Linked DNA regions of Mus musculus: region 2 is linked to region 1. Evidence: chromatin contacts called from public HiChIP or PLAC-seq data. All regions are on one chromosome and are shown on one strand. Each heading gives the region's core, a stretch centred on a gene start, on an enhancer-like site or on the middle of the called end of the contact. The rest is flanking DNA. Distances are from core to core; before and after follow the strand shown.

What was found. HiChIP or PLAC-seq counts read pairs in DNA pulled down with a chosen protein or histone mark.
Region 2: a FOXA1 HiChIP or PLAC-seq map of pancreatic cancer cells shows a contact between it and region 1. The contact joins the promoter of D030024E09Rik here to the enhancer-like site in region 1. A contact is called at or near these places in 3 of 115 datasets of contacts at active chromatin or transcription factors (CD8 T cells, extraembryonic endoderm stem cells and pancreatic cancer cells) and 1 of 9 other capture datasets (embryonic stem cells).

Annotation. Positions count from the first base shown.
Region 1 is chr15:61,531,499-61,535,382 of GRCm38.p6, forward strand. No RefSeq gene overlaps it. Among named protein-coding and RNA genes, the nearest start is that of Gm24696, 180 kb to the left of the region's middle. Within about 2 kb of position 1,438, at least 64 of the 459 cell types and tissues checked have an H3K27ac peak or open chromatin away from gene starts, as enhancers often do. A contact at or near this core is called in extraembryonic endoderm stem cells and pancreatic cancer cells, where this site is marked.
Region 2 is chr15:61,772,841-61,777,340 of GRCm38.p6, forward strand. It overlaps D030024E09Rik (RIKEN cDNA D030024E09 gene), which reads right to left and starts at 1,611. Exons shown (of 5, transcript NR_040350.1): 1 at 1,540-1,611; 2 at 1-58.

The DNA.
Region 1 (3,884 bases), core at 188-2,687:
TGGCCATGGGAGATTGCCCAGTCTGTGGCGATGAATGAAATGAGGGAGAATTACATCAGTATTAGTTTACTTCCCTGATAGTCTTGAGCCACAGAGTAAGACACACCAATCATTTTGCTACATAAAAGAATTGTGTCTGAACTATTTCCCTTTGGCTATTGTGTTACTTGGTACTTACATGTTACTTGGTGATAGGTTTTTGTGGTGGTAGTACTGATGGTGGTCGTGACGGTGGTGCAAGTGGGAGTGGTATTGTTGAGTCTTGATTCAGAAATCAGGAGGGTATTGAAGTATTCATGGGTTGTATCATTTTGATAACCAGGCACTATTGGGTGATAACACTGATTTCCAGTGTAAGCCAAGAATTTGCAGGAAGTTCAGGATGCCTTTTTCTTTTCTTCTCTTCTCTTCTTTTCTCTTCTCTTCTCTTTTCTTTCTTTCTTTGTTTTTTTTTTGTTTGTTTTTTTGTTTTTTAATGAACATTAGGACCTCATGAGTGGATAAGCACAGGCAACTGAAATTTTTGTTCTCTATAGGGTCCTCCTAAATTCTTAAATTTTCATTGCTTCAGGACTTGCATTTTCACAGGAATTAAACAATGGATATAAAAGAAGAGAGATAAACAATCACACCCAGAGTGACTTCCCACTCTTCATTGTCTCATGCAAAGGAAAGAAATTCTTTGGGTGAGTTCCTTCCAAAGCAAACATCCTGAGCACCTAGGCATCCCACTTGTGGATCACAGTAGCCAGCAGGATGACTCACTGGTATTCATGGAACTCCCTGTTGCCAGTGAATTACACTGAGAAGTTTCTAGGCAGCCACATTGCTGGCGATGAAGAGGTCGGGGGCTAGGAGTTGCCCAAATGGGTCACTTTCTAGAATGGTTCTTGATATACTGAGAACTGGGATCTTGGTATTCTAACAGGATCTTTTCTACCGGTAGCATATGCACTTATAGAGCGAGGGAATTAAAATGCAGTGGGTTAAGTTGAAAGCTTAATGCCATGCCATCTGCAAAAACTCAATACTTTTCAAGCTTATATACCCTGCACTCTATCTAAACTACTTGTCCTGCCATCTGCTTTTGTTCTGTAAATAACTATTCCCAATCCAACTGCCTACTGAACAACTAGCCAATGATTCAGTTAATAATTATAAACCTTAACAATCCAGCAAGCAACCACATACAAAGGAACTAGATATCACTTGTCTGAATATTTGATAGTCATGCAAGACCGAAAATGGGCCTTCTGGAACAACAGTCATGTTGGGAACTGTTGGGGAAGGGGCAGGGTGGGGTGGATTGGTGGGTTTTGAATGAAACGTTGCCTTAACGGTCCCAGTTCAATCTTTCCCACACAAGCTCAAGCCCACATCTCACAGAAGTATTATATCTGTTCACTTCCTTGTACTTCGCTCCAAGAATGAGTGAGTCATGGTTTAAGGACAAATTCTTAACATAGGTGCTACAGGCAAACAAAGGAAAACCAAACGCCTCATTCTTCTATTTCTCCTTTAAAAGGAAACTCATGCTGGAGGCATTTGGGTAACATTCCTTTTATATAACAGCACGAACTTCATCTGAAGGAAGAAACAGTGCAGCTGTAGAAACGGGTAGGTGTGGGATTGCTCTTCTCTCACCTATGACCCTTCCTGGCCGTATCTTAATGTAATACCACAAGTTCTGGGCCAGCACTGAATGTGAAGGTGGGACATGGAAAAAGGACATACAGAAGAGGCAGCATGCTTGTCCTGTGTTAGGACATGATGAGGCAGGCTCTTTAAATGCATGGGTGGCTCAGATAGATGGGCTGGGGTTATATCCTGTTCTGATGTTTATTGGCTGTGTGATTCTGGCAATGTAGTAGAGGACTGCTGTGAGTTATCACACCGTTGGAAAAATCAGGATTATATCAAAAGTTAATAGATAATTTATGTTCAGCTGTGTCTGATACACATAGATTCACTGAACCCTGTAGAGTTCAGTGCTGGCTTCTTCTTCAAGACGAGAAACTGATTTTCTTTGTTTTAGGTTTTTGGTTTTGTTGTTGTTTGTTTGTTGTTTTGTTTGGCTTTCATTTTGCCCTGTATTTGAGACTGAAGAAGAACTTACAGGAATGTTCTAGAAACAGGAGAAATTAACTTGTCTCAACAATAGCTCAGATGTGAGACCTCAGAGCTAACCACACATTAACTGCTTTGTGGTCAGATTAAAAAAAAAAGCATGCAGGCCATCTTTACTCCTAATAATTTCTGCATCTCAGAATATGAAAAACTTTTATGTAATATCTTAGATAGTTTCTATTAATCTATTAATCTATCAATGTCCTGAATAGATTTGGTGGTTGCTCTTTGGAACCATTTCACACTGGTAGTGTATCAGATGGCACTCAGAAACATAGGCAGGCAGTGCTTAAATGAAAGAGGTTCCATTCTTCTCTTGTAGAACAGCATTGTCTCCTTCCAGCCAGATCACCATCATTAATTTTATTTAACAGTCTTTTTGAAGAGACATTTTTTTCACTCGTACTATTTCTACTGTGCCACTTCCTGTGTCAGGACATTCGTCCTTTGTGTGTAACTGTTCTCTATGTCCCCTGCTTTGCTTTCTGAGTTTGCTCCCCACATCTGAACTGGAATCACTCCCTTATTGGCTGTGAGGTGCTATCTCCTAGCAACATCAGAAGCTACACTCAAAAGATCTAACCAACCTGACTGTCCAATGTGAAATGAACAAGGATGGACAAAGATGATAGCAATGGACTTTCAAAGTGGATGGAGTCCCTGAGGTCTCTGCCCTAAACAAGGAACTATTGATAAGTGAGCAAAGCTAGGAGTGGGAGAGATGATCTTTCTCAGGGAAGAACACACTAATTGGTTATCCAACACCAACTGATCAACCTTAAAAGCATAAGTAAAAGGAACATTATATAGTCTGAAGAGGTTATATTTAGGAATATTTATGCATATATGTGTATATGTATAAATGTTTATGTGGGTATGTATATGTGTATATTTATATATCTGTATATGTATATTTAGGAATATGTATATGTATATATGCATACATACCTGCATGCAACAACAATTAAGGAAAAAAGAGGTCATGAATTTAAAGGAGAGTGAGGATTTGGAAGGAGAAATGTTATAATTGTATTACAATCTCAAAAAATTCCAAACATAATATTTATTCATAGAAAAAAACAATAAAGACAATTTACACAATATGTTCCTCACAATATGCTATACATTTGTAATCAGTGGATTCTGATGACAAATAATTATCTTTCCACTAATTCCTAGATTTAATTTCTATTTTTAACTTATGATTTCTCCATTTTTCCAATAGTCAACTTGAAAAAAAAATCCTGCTTACTTCATTTATTGGATGTCTAGTTTTCTGGGTTTTCAGAAAATAATAACATTATAATTTTTCACTTAGGAGAATTTTTCATATAGTTGTTTTTGCTTTGCTTTGGACCAAAAACTAGCATTTACAGTTGTCTGTTGGATAAAAGCGAAAAATATCATCTGTCTAAATGTTTTTCACATATTAAGAAAATGTATCTATTTGTTTGTTGTGTACATGTTTGTTTATGTGTGCATGCTTAATACTTACATATGGGTATATACATATTCATGTTTGTGAGGCTGCAGGAGCGACAGGATGCTTGTGGAGCTCAGAGGACAACCTCAAATGTTACCCTTCCCTTCCTCTTGGTTTGAGACGGTTTGCCTGTCTTTCACCCCTGGGTGTGCGTGCAAACCTACGATGATTCTGATGTCTCCTTCTCTTATTTCATTGAGGCAACAATGGTATTATACAAAGCACGTTACCATCCCCAGCTCCACATGGATTCAGGGGATTAGCATTCAGCGGC
Region 2 (4,500 bases), core at 361-2,860, 240 kb after region 1:
TAAGAAAATGATGGGTTCTTCTGAGTTGACGAACATGAAGCCAGCCAGGTGTGTTTACCTGTGGGTTTTATTAGATGAATGTGAATCAAAAACTGACTTTGTAAAGCTGTTGTTCTAGAGGCTGAAGACAGAATTGTGGAGGAAAGAGGAACACATGTCTTTCTGGAGTTTATATTATTACAAAGGGAGAAAAAGAATAGAAGATGAAAAATAAGGTTGATAAGGGGGAAGCCAACACAGACTGGGATTCAGGAGTTGGTCTGGAAAGGATGAAATGAGAGACAGGGGGGGTGTAGGCATCTGCTGAGTGCTGGAAAAACAGTTCACACTTTAGCCCACTGGCAGACCACAGACACGCCTTTTCTTCCTAACCACCATTTCCCAAAAGCGCTCTGGACTGTCACTCTTCTGGACCTGGCATGAATTCTCAGATAGTTTCCACGGTTTTCTTAGACACGGCTGGGAATGAAAATCTCTATTTCTAGCCATCAAGACAGACAGCACTTCTGTTGCCTCAATTTGATTGTGTATAAATCAGGGGAAAATGATTTGACTCTGAGCTTCAGTTGGCATTGGAACTTCTGTATAGATTGGGTAGCCAGAGAGCCCAAAGCCGGGAAAACACTTAGTGTTTTGTTCTCTCCTCCCCAAATGGCAACACTGACTTCTGAGCTCTCCAAGGTTCAACCTATAGGAAGAAAAATCTCACATAACCATTTATGTGTTGAGTTGGCACGGGCACTGTCCTCCAGTATTCCTCAGACCTGCATGTAGGAAGGTTGGTTCCTTTTTCCTAAAAGACACTCTCAGGTTTCTCTCAGACTCTTCATCAGTGACTATCAAATACCTCCATGTGGGACAGATCTTTTACCTAATATCCATCCTAACTTCAACCCTTAGTCTTTAGAGAAGGTAGTCCACCTTATCAACATGATCTCAAGGTTCTCTTTCTATTCTAGGATGACCCTCTATCCTTGGTTATTTCCTGCTTATGAGAAAGATGCAAGAATCCTTTCCAACCCCCATAATGAGAGTTCCTTCCTTCCCAGTGTGGTCCTTCCTCAGTGTTGTACAACCCAGTGAGGAAGAGTAGTGGCTATGTAGACTTCTTTGATTACTTTCCACCAGAAAACTGTCCAGTAAACCCCAAGAGAATAGAACACATGCTCAGAATGATTTTGAGTCCTCTAATCAACCATGGGGTAGGAACAAAATTGATTCAACTTTCCATAATCCATCCCCTTATATGTTTTTGTCAACTCAACCATTTCAAATCACAAAGTGTGGTCAATAAAATTCTTCAGTAAAGGCTTAAATGATAAATCATTTTAAATATTCAGGAAGAAATTAAAACAACCTTAGTGGGAACTCTCAACATGGCCAGAAGAAGAAAATTCTTGAGAGAAAAAAACAGAAAGAAATATCAAGGAAAATAGAAGAATAAAAGCAATTAATAAGAAGGGAAGGAAGGGGAAGAGACAAGGAAGAGAGTTTAAGAGTGAGGAAAAGATTGAGGGAAGAGGAGTAGAAACTACTTACATGAGAAAGGAGTGTGTAAACAAGTGCCCAGACTGTAAGATGGCACAGGGGACTGAGCGCTAGTTCTACATCACTTCCCTTCCCTAACGACAGTGATGCTGAAGGTTCTGTTTCAGCTTTGTCTACTCCAGTCCTGTAAGAATGGCTCAGAACTCCTCTTGCAATGAAAGGGTTCTTGCCTTATTCTTGATTCTAGCTAAACTCAAAGAGAGATGGTCACATTTTAACACTTTGTTACACACAGAAACTGAAGGAAAGTGACAGAAACCAGAGAGATTGCAACATGTGTTTGAAAAAGGCTTACTTGTATTTCGAATAAGAGCCCCATTAGCACTTCCGGGAGAAGTAGTCATGTATGTGGGTGCACTTCTAGCAGTGACATGTGGGGTGTCAGCAACCCAGCTTCATCTGAACTACAACATATTTCTCTATAGTTCATTGTAAAGGTTTAAAGCAACAAGCACTGCAGAGATTAACCAACTGGTCTCTAGTCCCACAGCTAATCAGAGAAAGAGGATTCCAGTCTATTTTCCTATGACCTCCAATCTCCATTGTGTTCATTTCCTATTGCTGCTGTGACTGTTACCAAAAATTCAATGTCACAAAGTCACACAAACTTACTCTCTGTGATTCAGGAGACAGGAGCCCCACTTGCCTCTACTGGGCTAAAAAGGAAATGGCCGGGATGGTTTCATTCCTTCTTGGGGATTTGGGGATACTGTGTGTTCTCCCCAGTCAGATTTTGGAGGTCACCTGCAACCTTTATTGTGGTCTTTTCCTGTCTCCAAAATGAGAAGTGAGGCCATCGTCTGACCCCTCTTGTCCTGGTATTTCTGCCATTAATTCATCTTCTTTGGCACTAAGACTCTTGACTCCTTCTTACATGAAACCTTTGGGGCCAAATTAAGTAAACCAAGATAACCTTGTTTCAAGATTCAGGAATGATCTGTATACTCAATGTCTTTTTACCATGTAAGTTAATATAATCAGATTGTGGAGACTAAGATGGGACATAAAGGGGACAGTAGGACACAGGTGGTGTGAAAGGAAAAGGGAAAAATGAAGGACCCTAGCCAGGGAAAAGGTATGATGGGTATTGCAAAAGGAGAGGGGGAAAAGATAAATAACACTGGGGGTTTTGGAAAGGGCCATATTAAGACATATTATTTTATAAGCATATACCATGTAAGCATGAAGATATAGATATATCGATATAGATAGTTTAGATGAACTTATTCTACACAGAGTGATGTTTTTCCAAGCAGCCATGGGACATCTAACAAGACCTCCAATTCTACGCTTGCATGCCTCCAATACACCTCCAAAACAATATAAGCTTTTTCCATTGCCCTTAGTTGCCTTGCCGATCTTGAATGTAAGACCCTATTGCTGAGACACCACATAATTTGGTCATAGTACCTGAAGAATCTCTCTGGAACAGACCTGGAAGCTTTCTTACCAAGGACTGGTTCTTCCAGTATGAGAAAGAGCTGTGCAAGCTTGCTTCCAAGAGTGAACACTTGCTTGAAGTCTGCAAAATATGACATCTGTCAACATGTCAACAAGGAATGGAAGAGAACTTCACACAGCCCCACCTATAGATACGGAGCTGAGGAAGGAAGTCTTTGTTTTCTCCAGAAACAAGTCCCTTCGTAGGTTTCCCGATGCTAAGGAATAGACCCGGGAAATGTATCTAAGAGTAACACCAGTGGAATTTGATAGATTTTTATATATACATATGTTATATACATACATATTGCATATCAGAATTATAGCACTCCAAAATTTGAGGAGGGGCCCAGGAGGAGTTGGAGGGGAAGCATACAGCATACATGTGTATGAATTATAAAATTATCAACCGGAAAAAAAAAAGTCAAATGCTCAGAACTTGGGAAAGGGTTGAAGAGCACTATCTCAAGTGGGTGACCATCGATGACCTCGTGAAGGAGGGCATTGAGCAGCAGCAGTGTGAATGTGTCACTGCAGGGTCTGGCTAAACCAGGATCTCCAATCGTAGGAAGCCTCAGGGTGACCTCATTGCTCAGCAATCTGTCCATACTGTGAATGTGGCTTCTTAGAACATGAAGAATATTCAGCTGTCACTTGACTGTAATTTGAAAAGTCAGGAGTAGGTCTTTGGAAAAGCTGCTTCAGACAGCAAGAATATTTTAGTGCATAGAGAAATATACCCATCTGATGAAAGATGTGGAGAAGGTGGCAGAAGGAAACTGCATTCCCTTATAGCTCCAGGAACCTTGGCATCTATTTTATTTTATGTGGCATCACTGTCATTTTCCAACACTAGCAGCGTGACTGTTCGATGAATATTTAATCGTGATGGGCTTCTCTTCGCTCCTGTTCCTTTAGCGCTCCTGGCTGGAGCCTTTCTGTAGTAATAACTTTAATCATCAAACACCAGAACAGAGACTCTGCTATCCATTTGGGAACTGTGGGAACCGTGGTGCAGATCACACTGTGGGCTCTGAGCAACAGGTGGTTGGTTAAGCAGTGCAGGACAACTCCCAAGACTGATGGAGGCCAACTCACCCTAGGGAAGATCATTAAACCTTAGATGCCATTTGGCATTTCCACAGACACCTGTATGCCAAGCCCACTGGCAATGGGCTTACATGCAATAATAATCCCTGCTGCATTCAATGATGTGCAAGAAATATCAGGGAAGAGAAGGAGTCCCAACATTGATGGAGAGAGGGAGGAGAGGGCAGGAGATCATTGGGAGTAGGCGGATCTTTCCTCCAATGCTTTGGGAGTGAAGGAGAATCAGGACTGTCCCCATAGAAAAGCAGGGACAATAACAAATGGCACACAGACAGCAGTAGCACAATCCTTGCTGTGTGACACTGGGCTACATGGATGTGTTTTCCATATATGTGGGAACTGAGGCTTAATGAAAGCAGATGAGGCTCTGAGGTTGCAGGTATAATGAGTAGCAGAGGTTAT